2 separate regions of the Triticum aestivum genome follow, and region 2 is linked to region 1. Evidence: chromatin contacts called from public Hi-C data. All regions are on one chromosome and are shown on one strand. Each heading gives the region's core, a stretch centred on a gene start, on an enhancer-like site or on the middle of the called end of the contact. The rest is flanking DNA. Distances are from core to core; before and after follow the strand shown.

Region 1 (6,357 bases), core at 2,382-4,881:
ATGGCAAGTGGCGACACGCCCACCGAATTTCTAGTGAGTTGGCTAGATGGATTGCGGGGCGGTGGAGAAAAGATAAGAAAGGGGGTCATAGTTTCTAGCCGCACGGGGCCATGGCGTCACGTGCCACACCTCTTGCTAGTTGGTGGACCGGATATAAACGTTATCCATATTAGATAAGGGGAAAATAAATGTAGTTTAGGGAGGATGGAATATTGGGTAACAAATGTTTTCAGCTAAATGGGCACTGTAAATATGTGACTTGCATTTTTCTATAGAAAAAATTGATTTGGGTAGGAAGACAGGAGATGGTGATATGCCACGGCCATCGCCTCCGATCAGATATGTAGTGTGGTTGCTTGCATCGACGAGGACATCACATTGTGATCTATTCGGGCGCTCCTTGCCGTATTTTGTTGTGGAGTAGGAAACAAGGACAAGCGCGGCATGGGAGACAACAGGGAGAGACAAAGATGGAGTGCGGTGCGGTGCAAGAAAGATAAGGAAGGGGATCATAGTTTGTAGCCGTGTCGGGCCCGAGGCGCATGGCACACGCGTTCGCCGAATTTCTAGCCCCTTGGATAGATGGATTGCGGGGCGGTGGAAAAAAGATAAGGAAGGGGATCGTAGTTTCTAGCCGCATGGGTCCCATGGTGTGTGGTGCACGCGCCTGCCGAATTTCTAGCCAGTTGGCTAGATGGATGGCGGGGCGGTGGAGAAAATATAAGGAATGGGGTCACAGTTTCTAGCTGCACGGGGCCATGGCGTCACCCGCCCCGCCGAATTGCTAGACTGACGACCGGATATAATCGTTATCGATACTAGATAAGGGTCAAATAAATGTGGTTTGGGAAGTGTAGAACATCGGATAACAAATGTTTTTCAGCTAAGTGGGCACTGCAAAAATGTGGTTTTCCTTTTCTATAGAAAAAATTGACTTGGGTAGGAAGAGAGGAGTCGATGATATGCCCCGGCCATGACCTCCGCTCAGAGATAAAGTGTGGCTGCTTGCATCGATGAGGGCATCACATGGTGATCTATTTAGAAGCTCCTTGCCGTATTTTGATGTGGTAGAAGGTAAAAAGACAAGCGCATCAGGGCAGACAACAGGGAGAGACAAAGATGGAGTGCGGTGCGGTGGAAGAAAGATAAGGAAGGGGGTCGCAGTTTATAGTCGTGTGGGGGCCATGGCGCATGCCACACGCGTTCCCCGAATTTCTAGTCACTTGGGTAGATGAATTGCGGGGCGGTGGAAAAAAGATAAGAAGGGGATCGTAGTTTCTAGCCGCATGGGGCCCATGGCGAGTGGCGCATGCGCCCGCCGAATTTCTAGCTAGTTGGCTAGATGGATTGCGGGGCGGTGGACAAAAGATAAGGAAGGGGGTCACAGTTTCTAACCGCACGGGGCCATGGCATCACCCACCATGCTGAATTGCTAGCCGGTCGGCCGGATATAATCGTTATCCATATTAGATAGGGGCAAATAAATGTAGTTTGGGGAGTGTAGAATATTGGATAACAAATGTTTTCAGCTAAGTGTGCACTGTAAAAATGTGACTTGCATCTTTCTATAGAAAAATTTGATTTGGGTAGAAAGAGATGAGACAGTGATATGCCCCGGCCACGACCTCTGCTCGGAGATGCAGTTTGGTTGCTTGCATCGACAAGGGAATCACATAGTGATCTATTTGGGTGCTCCCTGGAGTATTTTGCTGTGGGAGAAGTAAAAAAGGACAAGCACGACACGGAGACAGCAGGGAGAGACAAAGATGGAGTGCGGTGCGGTGGAAGAAAAATAAGAAAGGGGATCAGAGTTTGTAGCCATGCGGGGCCCGTGGTGTATGGCATACACGTTCGCCGAATTTCTAGCCACTTGGCTAAATGGATTGCGGGGTGGTGAAAAAATAAGGAAGGGGATCTTAGTTTCTAGTCGCATGGGGCCCATGACGAGTGGCGCACGTGCCCGTCGAAGTTCTAGCCAGTTTGCTAGATGGATTGTGAGGCGGTGGAGAAAAGATAAGGAAGGGGATCACAGTTTCTAGCCGCATGGGGCCACTGCGTCGAGCGCCTGCCGAATTTCTAGCCAGTCGGCCGGATACAGTCGTTGTCCATATTAGACAAGGGGGAAATTAATGTAGTTTGGGTAGTGTAGAATATTGGATGATAAATGTTTTCAGCAAAGTGGGCACTGTAAAAATGTGATTTGCATTTTTCTTTATAGAAAAAAAATGATTTTGATAGGAACAGAGGAGTCGGTGATATGCCCCGGCCATGATCTCCGCTCAGAGATGCATTATGGTTGCTTGCATGGACGAGGGCATAACATGGTGATCTATTTGGACGCTCCTTGCCGTATTTTATTGGGGGAGAAGGAAAACAAGGACAAGCGTTGTAGGGGAGACAACAGGGAGAGACAAAGATGAAATGCGGTGTGGTGGAAGAAAGATAAGAAAGGGGATCGCAGTTTGTAGCCGTGTGGGGCTCGTGGTGCATGGCACACACGTTTGCCGGATTTCTAGCCACTCGGCTAGATGGATTGAGGGGAGGTGGAAAAAAAGATAAGGAAAGGGATCGTAGTTTCTAGATGCATGGGGCCCAAGGCGAGCGGCGCACGCGCCCGCCGAATTTCTAGCCAATTGGCTAGATGGATTGCGGGATGGTGGAAAAAAGATAAGGAAGGGGATCACTGTTTCTATCCGCATGGGGCCATGGCGTCACGCGTCCGCCGAATTGCTAGCTGATCGGTCGGATATAATCATTATCCATATTAGATAATGGGCAGATAAATGTAGTTCAGGGAGTGTAGAATATTGTATAACAAATTTTCAGTTAAGTGGGCACTGTAAAAATGTGATTTGCATCTTTCTATAGAAAATTTTGATTTTGGTAGGAAAGAAGGAGATGTTAATATGCCCCGGTCATGACCTCTGCTCAGAGATGCAGTAAGGTTGGTTGCATCGACGAGGGCATGAGATGGTGGTCTATTTGGGCACTCCTTGCCGTATTTTGCTTTGGGAGAAGGAAAAAAGGATGAGACAAAAATGGAGTGTGGTGCGGTGGAAGAAGGAAGAGGATTGTAGTTTGTAGCCATGTGAGGTCCATGGCACGTGGCACACGCGTTCGCCAAATTTCTACACACTTGGCTAGATGGATCGCGGGACGGTGAAAAAGAAAGAAGGGGATGTAGTTTCTAGCTGCATGGCACTTATGACTCATGGCGCATGCGCCCGCCGAATTTCTATCCAGTTGACTAGATGGATTGCGGGGTGGTGGAAAGAAGGTAAGGAAGAGGATCCCAGTTTCAAGCCGCATGGGGCCACGGCGCGCGGCACACGTGCCCGCTGAATTTCTAGGTGTCGGCCGGATATAATTGTTATCCATATTAGATAAGGGGCAAAAATATTGATTTGGGTAGTGTGCAATATTGAATAACTAATGTTTTCCAGACAAGTGGGCACTGTAAAAATATGTGATTTACTCTTTTTTCACAGGAAAATGTGTTTTTTTTAAGGGAGAGAGGAGACGGGGATGCCCCGGAGACTAGCGGCAACTGGAAGCGCGTTGCTTCCCGGTGAGCCACAGGTGCTCCGCACTATATATATAGTGCGTCTCGCTCCACCCACCTTTAATTTACTCCCAAACCAAGCCAAACGAAGCAGCGCCGCAGCCCGCAGCGCACCCATCCCACCAAACAAACAGCTAGCAGGCGAGGCGACCCGCTCCGCCCTCGAGCCGATGCCGACGCCGTACAGCGCGGCGGCGCTGCAGCAGCACCACCGTCTGGTCTCCTCCTCCGGCGGCCTGGCGACGGCGGCGGCCGCGGGGGCCCACAGGTGCGGCGAGCACGACGGGACGGTGCCGCCGGAGGTGGCGCGGCACCACGAGCACGCGGCGCCGGGGGGCCGGTGCTGCTGCTCGGCGGTGGTGCAGCGCGTGGCGGCGCCCGCCGCCGACGTGTGGGCCGTGGTCCGTCGCTTCGACCAGCCGCAGGCGTACAAGAGCTTCGTGCGCAGCTGCGCGCTGCTGGACGGGGACGGCGGCGTGGGCACGCTGCGGGAGGTGCGCGTGGTGTCGGGCCTCCCCGCGGCGTCGAGCCGGGAGCGGCTGGAGATCCTGGACGACGAGCGGCACGTGCTGAGCTTCAGCGTGGTGGGCGGCGAGCACCGGCTCCGCAACTACCGGTCGGTGACGACGGTGCACCCGGCGCCCGGGGAGAGCGCGTCGGCGACGCTGGTGGTGGAGTCGTACGTGGTGGACGTGCCCCCCGGGAACACGCCCGAGGACACCCGCGTCTTCGTGGACACCATCGTCAAGTGCAACCTCCAGTCCCTCGCCCGCACCGCCGAGAAGCTCGCCGGCCGAGGGCCCGCGTACGGCGCGCTGCCGTGATCGCTCGATCCAATCGCCGGCCCGTGCCTCCCTCCGGCGGTCAACTCGAGCCCGGCTCGGCCGCAGGGGCGTTTCGGTAAAATCGCGCTCCGATTTTCCGATTAATGAATCGAAATCCATGGTGGTGGTGGTGCGCGGGTGGTGGCGGTCGATTATTTTTCTCTTGTTCTTTCTGGCGTGAAGGCGAGGGGTCGGTGGGTCGGTTCGGACCGGTCGGTGCGCTTTCCCACCCGGCCCCTCGCTGTTTCTCCTTATCGCGAGACACCCCCTAGCAGTGTTCCTAGCTCTAGTTTTCGTTGGTTCCCCTTTGTTTGTTCTGGGTAAGACGATGATAAGATTTGACAGAAATTGAGGAGTAAAAACTAGGTTCGACCGATGCAAGGCTCATCAACATCTCTGTATATACTCGTTCCATTGTGGAATGCGTGTGTTTGTGTTCTCGTCCCATTTTGGCTTCTAACATTTGGTCAAATTTACAAAATGTTGAACGAGGCACAACACACCAAAGCCGTCATATTCTCGCCGGACTGAATCAAGATTATCTCCTCACGCATTGCGGTCTTTGTCACACACCGAACCACAGATACATGCATGCATGTGCCATTTCTTTGAGGATGTCAAAACAAGAACCTGCCATTGATATGAATCAAGTACAAGTAGGGGGCGTGCGTTTGCGTGCGGGACGGGACGGGACGGGACGGGACGGAACGGGCCGGCCACTTGCACGGGACGGAGAAGTGACCAAAGGGAGAGAAAGGAGGACGTGACTGGTACCGCGGCCGTGTACTGGTACGTCGGGAGGGGAGGGAGCGAGCGTGACAGGCAACTTGCGCTTTTCCGCCTGCCCGACTTTTCCTTATTTTACTCTCCGGTCCCTCTCAATCCCCCCCTCTCTCCCTCTGCGCAGATGCAGCCGGGCTGGGCTGCAAGTGGCGTTACAAAAACCGACACCGCCAGGATAACGTGAGCGCGCACAAGTGGATCCCCGCCCACCTGCACCGCCCCCCTCCCTCTCATCTCTCTCTCTCTCTCTCTCTCTCTCTCTCTCTCTCTCTCTCTCTGGCTTAACTGAGATGGCTCTGTTTGCTTTTCTTCTAGAGAGGCTGCGACGGTCAAAGCGGGTTGTTGGGTCGCCGCTTTCTTGCACCTCCTCCGTTCCTCCGTCCGTCCGTTACCAGCGGCATGCGACGGCGGCCCGCTGCGTCGAGCCGTCCCCGTCGCGGCGGGCCCGGCGCGGTCGGCGACGGGTCGGCCGTGCCAGTCACGGTACGGCCTGCCGAGGCCTCACATGCGCGTGCATGTGCACGCACGCTTGATGCTTCACTGCCTCCCTGCCCGCCCGCCCGCCCGCACCAATCGAAATCTATTTTATACCGTCGCCATGCATGTTCCTCCCATGATTGCCGCCCAAAGTCAGGAGCGGGCAGCCATGGACGATATCTATTCAAATTTCCAGTCGAGTGATTAACAAACAGGTTTACCCAACTGGCCAGTCGATGTGATTGGCTGCGCTGTGAAAAAGAAATGTTATCTTGTGCAGGCCCTTGCGCTGTGATTGGCTGCGGCCGGCTGACCGGGACAAACAAGTGGTGGTGGTATGTACATGCCGCATACGTAGTCTTCCGGTCTTTGCATGCATACGGCGTTATCGGATGTATAGAAGTATATATAAATGGGTTGCTTCGTGTGCATGCCAAGCCAGGCGGTCTGAAACGAGGGCGCAGGCCGCCGAGATCGAATTAAGGCGACAGCTCTCATCTTTGACCGCCGAGGCGTTCACATCGTACCACACACGCTGGTCCTCACGGTCACGGATGAAGCATGGATTGGACGGCTGCGATGCTCGTGAGTTCTAGCTGGTTTGACCGGACCTCTGAGTCTCAGCGACTCGATCACGCCTGCCGGGCTGTTGTTTTCGTTAACGTATCCGGCGGTGTAGCCACTCCGGCTCCAAGTTGCATGACGACTCAC
Region 2 (6,211 bases), core at 648-3,147, 200 kb before region 1:
ACGGCGGTGGCAGGGACTTCTCCCTCGCGCGCGGTGGTGTCTCCCTCTGGCGGCGGCCACATGGACACTCCGGTGATTCGGCGGCGCGGTGCGGCGGGATCCCAGGCGCGGATGTGACGATAGCGGCGACGCCCCTGTGGCGGTGGCCTGAATCTCGGATCTCGCCGGGCCTAGATGGGCTTAGGCGAGCCGGCGGATCTGGTGCGCGGCGGCAGGCTGGTGCGGTGGGCCTGACGTAATCGGCTGCTCTGGCACCGTGGTGGTGCCATGGCCGGTCAGGCGGCGGCGGCTGTGTACTTTTGGCCCGGTCCCTGACATAGAAGGTGACGATCCGTCCACAAAAAGCTGGATGGAGTTCGCCGAACAGATCTGGGTGAAAACCTAGTCTCGGCTTGATGCCAAGACCGGCGATGGCGGCGCTCTTCGGTGTCGTTCCCTTCTTGGAGGCATCGTCATGGAGAAGTTCTAGGGCAACAACTGCTACCTCCGGGGGAAACCCTAGATCAGTAGATCAGAAGACGGTGGTACTCTTGTGTCGTTTCCCCCTGGGGGCGTCGTTCTTGGAGGTGTGCATGGGCTCGAGGGACCAGTGGACTGCAACTTTGGTGGAGCGGTGCTTCATCCTACACATTGATGGCGACGGATCTCGACAGCGTGGCCGAGTGCAGATTCGGTGTCCGATGTGCGGGGATGGACTCGCGCAGAAGGACGACATTGTCTGGCGTCGTGGTGGCGTCGATGGTAGAGAGGCCTAACATGGTCGATGCGTCAGTTTCTGCTATGAAGATGGATCGATGGAAGACGATGGTGTCGGGCCTTGTAGGGTGCGCATGTGGTGCCCGCTGTGAGTACGCTGGACCGGTGTGTGACCCAGTCCTGGTATTGTGGCGTTAGATGTTAGGTTTTGGTGCAATGTCTGTCTGGTATTAGACTCGGACATTGGGCATGCTTTATTAAGGGAATAGAAGTAACAACAGGTGTTGCCTGGATGGCGGCTTCAGACGTACTGATGTATTACTTTGAAAGGTCTTTATGAATAATTAATAAAATGGTTGCATGCATCGTTCAAATGCAGAGGCCGGAGGTACATCTTCCTTTTCAAAAATAAAATAAAACCTGAATATGTGGCTGGCTGCAAATGGTGCATTGTAATTCTCCTCAACACAATCCAATTTGTGCTAACCCTGTAATGCTGCCCACAGGTTGACAAACTGTGGAATACTCCCCTCCTTCCATCAGGAGCGAACCATCTTCATGAACTTGCCAAATCCTCCAAACTTCAGAAGTTTCTCCATCCAGAAACTTCTACAGTAGCTAGTACCACACCACCAGCAGCACCACCATTTTAATAAAATGTTTGGCTGTCCCATCTAATAAAATACGGCCAATGGCCCTTTGAGAAATAAAATGTTTGGCCGAGTGTAAATGGTGCATTGTTAATTCTCTCTGAACGCAATCCAATATGTGCTAACCCTATCATGCCTAGACTAAGATAGTGTGCCCTTATATCTTTGTAATCTGGCACGCACAATGCTAGCCATAGGTTTGGCCAGTCTGTCATCTCCATGAACGCGCCAAATCCTCCAAATTTCAGAAGTTTCTCCATCCAGAAACTTCTAGCTACTACTACAGCACCAGCATTTAGTAAGTGTGAATGGTGGTGCATTCTTAATTCTCCTCAACACAAGATATGTTTGTCTAATCTGTGACGCGCAACGCTACCCACAAGTATGGCCCGTCTGTCAGCGGTCCAGGAAACCCCGAATCGTCTCCATGAGCTCGCCAAGTCTTCCAATTTCCAGAAGTTTCGCCGTCCGGAAACTTCTACACCACCACCAGCACCACCCTGCCAATCTATCTATGATCTATCCATCCAACCGGGGCGCACATGTCCCTGTCGACCTCCTCCTCCTCACGCACGCAGCCGGCCCACGGGTTTGGCAACCGGCCAGGATAGGAAACGCTCAGATATGCATTGCCAAATCGAACTGGACCAAGGAAAGGCGACACACTTGATGATGCCTCCACACGGCTAAAACACACTGCTACTCGTCATCATCTGGCCTTTTGAGACTGTGGTGCTCATCTCCCATCAGTGCACCAGAAATGCATTCCACTAACTGAAACGCCACACAGCAGCAATACTGCAACTTTAAGTTACCAAAGGCGGACAGGGGTTGCTTTGCTTGTCAGGTCACGCACGATATGAGAACATGCAGCAGGTAAAAATGGGAGGAAGAGTGGAAGACGATGACGAGGGTGGAGCAACAGTCCAACGGCAGCAGCCACAGTTAGATGGATGGATGGTCTCGGGCCCCCAACCAACACAAGTTGCATCATTTTTTTTGTTCATTCACGGTGGTGATATCACCTGCACTGTGTATGAGACAACCTGCCTTTACAACCTTTTCTTCCTTGTCCGCTCCTGCCTTGAATTGAAAATTCATGGCGTTGCTCATCCCACTATTGTTGCCATGGATTGGATTGGAGAGGCACTGCTCCTCCGAAAATATCTACCACTTGTGTGTGCGACCTGTTGTCATTGTCTTGTTGTTGTTGCATGAGATCCACATGGCCGTGAAAAGGTTTTCGCTGAAGAAAATCAGCATGCTATGTGGATAGATTTGAAGGTTCATTCTTCTCTTTGGGATTTAAGAAGATCTCCGCCCCCGATTTCAATCAAAGAGACCGATGAAACACAACATTGATCCTTTCCAATGAATTGCTCACTTTTTTTTTGAATTTTTTAATGAATTGCTAGTCAAAGACTAATCATAACAAAGCAGAATAGGAATGCATGCTATTCTTGTGATAATAAAATAGATAATTGAGGAGCAACTAGAAGGCGCCCAACTCCTCAGTTCGCCAGAAACATCCCCGATTACAATACAATACACATCTCTGTCAAACCGGAATTTGATGAATGTTTTCGGACAATCAACGCAGTGAAAGAAATTTTAAAATGCTTTGAGGCCGCTGTCGTTACCTACATGCATTATTACTCGCCGGTACGAATTAGAAAGAGGATCTGTACCAACCCAAGCCGACAGACCCGCAGACAACAACGGCAGGAGGGTGCAGTACGCGTCGTCCTCGCAAGTAATTGTGGATCACCAAAGGGGGTTGAACAGCCATAAGATCGGACTAAGACAAAGGCAGGTCGGCCGATTCAAGAGTCACACCACACACAACACAAAATATCCAAAACTCCAACGGGGCAAAGGGCAAGTCGGCAGATTTGAGATACAAGCCTCTCACAATAATTTCAAGTTAAACACTAAATGACAATATGTTATGAGGTCCGCTTTCTGTCGTTGCGTGGTCTTGTGTTTTTTTTAACGCATGAGGTCGATGCTGGGCCCGGGTTTGAATTCTGGTGCGGTTGTATCGGCTTGGCATGGTAGGTTTAATTAAAAATCTTCCATTTCAAATTAAATTTTTTAAAATTGAGTTCTTTTGTGTGGGAAAAAAATCAGTGCACCGCATTACAAATTGTCAATATTACAAATGGTGTGTTTTCAAGGATAGGCCTACACGTGACCACTTATCACGGGACCCACCAACTGACCCATTTCACATCATCTATGGCCGCCGTCGCATTCGCGAGCAAGTGGTCGTGAGAGGCGATCGAACAAAGCAGAGCAACGTCTCGTCTTGAAAAGACCCATCACGAGGGTGTGTGTTGTCTATAGTTTTCGTGTTTTAATTGGGATTGTTTTTTCCTGGAGCAATTCAAAAGCTTCTTATATCTCGCTTTGTTGTTTTTCTGTCATCGTGTACTCTATGTATTTTGGATGTGCGCATTGTCCATAGGACGGGGGGTTTTAATCCTTGTGCGGTTGTATGAACTTACAAAATTGGCGGGACAAGCAAGACGTGGCGGCTAGCAGCAGGGTGCGGCGGAGACGGGGGCATGCAAGACGCGGGCGCGCGCTGGCGAGCGCGTCCGGGTGCGGGCAAGCGCATTGGGGCGAGCATGGGGCGCGGGGCTAGCGCGCGGGCGACGTGGTCGTCAGCGAGGGCTCTGGGGGCGGTCAGGCGTGGGAGCAGAGGCAGGAGCAGCGCGCCCACTAGATGTTCGAGGAAATGCCCGGGCGGACATCTTGTGAAATGGAGCAGCCCTGCTGGGTACCCGTGCTCCAAGCCGGATCGTCCGTTTGATGTCCGTTTTCTGCCCCAAGTGGACAAAACAGATGTTCGTTTGGGGTCGACGGTTGGAGTTGGCCTTAGGTGAACGCAATGGCCTCGCACGCAAAAAAAAGTCCCCTTGTCTCGCATTCGCGGCGTCGTCGCCCCTGGACGGCTGGAATCTGGCCATGGCCTTTGCTCGCAGATGTTGTGTGGTTGCTTGCGGTGATTTATTTGGGCACTCCTCGCAGTGTTTTGCTGTGCGAGGAGGAGAAAAGATGGGTGTGGCAGGGGAGACAGCAGCAAGAGATAGAGATGGATTGTCAAGCGGTAGAAGAAAGATAAGGAAGGAGATTACAGTTTCTAGCCACATGGGGTCCATGGTGCATGGGGCACGCGTGACTGGCCGAATTTCTAAAATCGTTATCGATATCAGATAGGGGGCAGCAAATGTAATTCGGGTAATGTATACAATGGATACCTATGTTTTTCAGTTAAGTGGGCACTGCAAAAATGTGATCTACATCTTTTTTTTAGTAAAATGTGATTTAGTAGGAAGAGATGAGATCGTGATTTACATCTTTTTATAGAGAAATGTGATTTACATCTTTTTATAGATGGATTGTGGGGTGGTGGAAAAAATATAAGGAAGGGATAGCGCGTCAGGCTATGGCGCGTGGCACACCCTTCGGCCGAATTTCTACTCACTTAGACTAGATGGACTGTCCCTAAGAAAAAGACTAGATGGACTGCAGTGTGGTGGAAAAAAGATAAGGAAGGAATCACCGTTTCTAGCCGCATGGGGCCCATAGCTTGTGGCGCACACGCGACCGGCTGAATTTCTAGCCGATCGACTGGATATAATTGTTATCCATATTAAATAAAGGCAAAGAATTTAATTTGGGTCACACGCAATATTGGATAACTAATGTTTTTCAGATAAGTGGGCACTGTAAAAATGTGATTTACATATATTTATTTGTAAAAAATGTGATTTGGGTAGGAAGAGAGGAGACGTTGATGCCCTAGAGATTAGCTGCAACTGGAAGCGCGTTGCTTCCCGGTGAACCACAGGTGCTCGGCACTATATATACGCGTCTCTTTTCACTCACTTTTAACTAGTAGAATGCCGTTGCAACAGTCATTTTAATTTTTTTGCTGGTGCTATAGAACATACTTATGTTATAAGATATTCTACTTTATATTATTAAGTACAAAGGTTATGTGATTGGTCTTGCACCATTGTGAAAGAACATATAACCTTTTATAAGGCATTCCAATTCATTGTTTGATAACAAGGCATCTCCAATGTCCACAACCTTGGTCTTTTGGGGGTAGACATGATTGATTCAATGACAGTAATATCTTTAGACGCACAGACATAATTTGTCATCATGATATAATAATAAGCCAAATCAGTTAAATAAAAAAACAGTTTGATGAATGGAAAGACATATTCATGGTGAAAGAAAAAACCTTGTGGGGTAACATTTAGATTTACTTTTTTTTGGTTCGTTGTAGGCTTTCACTAACTGCATAGCTTTTTGTTGTATAAATCTTGGGGAATTTTGTCCCCTTCCAACGATGTCGCCTCGGGACCCTTGTCAATAGATTCTTTTTAACGTTGACAGAATCCATCTCCATCTCTCTCATATTCTACAAAAACAAATATATAAAGAAATACATCTTTTGAGTATTATCATTGTTGGGGAACGCAGTAATTTCAAAAAAATAAATCTACGCACACCTAAGATCCATCTAGGTGATGCATAGCAACGAGAGGGGAAAGTGTTGTCCACGTACCCTCGTAGACCATAAGCGGAAGCGTTATGACAACGCGGTTGATGTAGTCGTACGTCTTCACGGTCCGACCGATCCTAGCACCGAAGGTACGACACCTCCACGATCTGCACACGTTTAGCGTGACGTCCCACGAACTCTAGATCCAGCTGAGGTCGAGGGAGAGTTTCATCAGCACGACGACTTGATGACGGTGATGATGTAGTTACCGACGCAGGGCTTCGCCTAAGCTCTACAATGATATGACAGAGGTGGAAATCTGTGGAGGGGGCACCGTACACGG

What was found. A called contact is a pair of places that touch in the nucleus more often than the background predicts.
Region 2: a contact with region 1 is called in a Hi-C map of leaf, with 5 times the contacts expected there. The contact joins the enhancer-like site here to the promoter of LOC123187369 in region 1. A contact is called at or near these places in 5 of 5 Hi-C or Micro-C datasets (leaf, root and an unstated tissue) and 1 of 1 datasets of contacts at active chromatin or transcription factors (leaf).

The regions. Positions count from the first base shown.
Region 1 is chr2A:47,173,743-47,180,099 of IWGSC CS RefSeq v2.1, reverse strand. It overlaps LOC123187369 (abscisic acid receptor PYL4), which reads left to right and starts at 3,631. Exons shown (of 2, transcript XM_044599220.1): 1 at 3,631-4,558; 2 at 4,624-4,762. The coding sequence starts at 3,733. The coding sequence ends at 4,386.
Region 2 is chr2A:47,375,952-47,382,162 of IWGSC CS RefSeq v2.1, reverse strand. No RefSeq gene overlaps it. Among protein-coding and RNA genes, the nearest start is that of LOC123184633, 10 kb to the left of the region's middle. Within about 2 kb of position 1,897, at least 5 of the 8 cell types and tissues checked have an H3K27ac peak or open chromatin away from gene starts, as enhancers often do. A contact at or near this core is called in leaf, where this site is marked.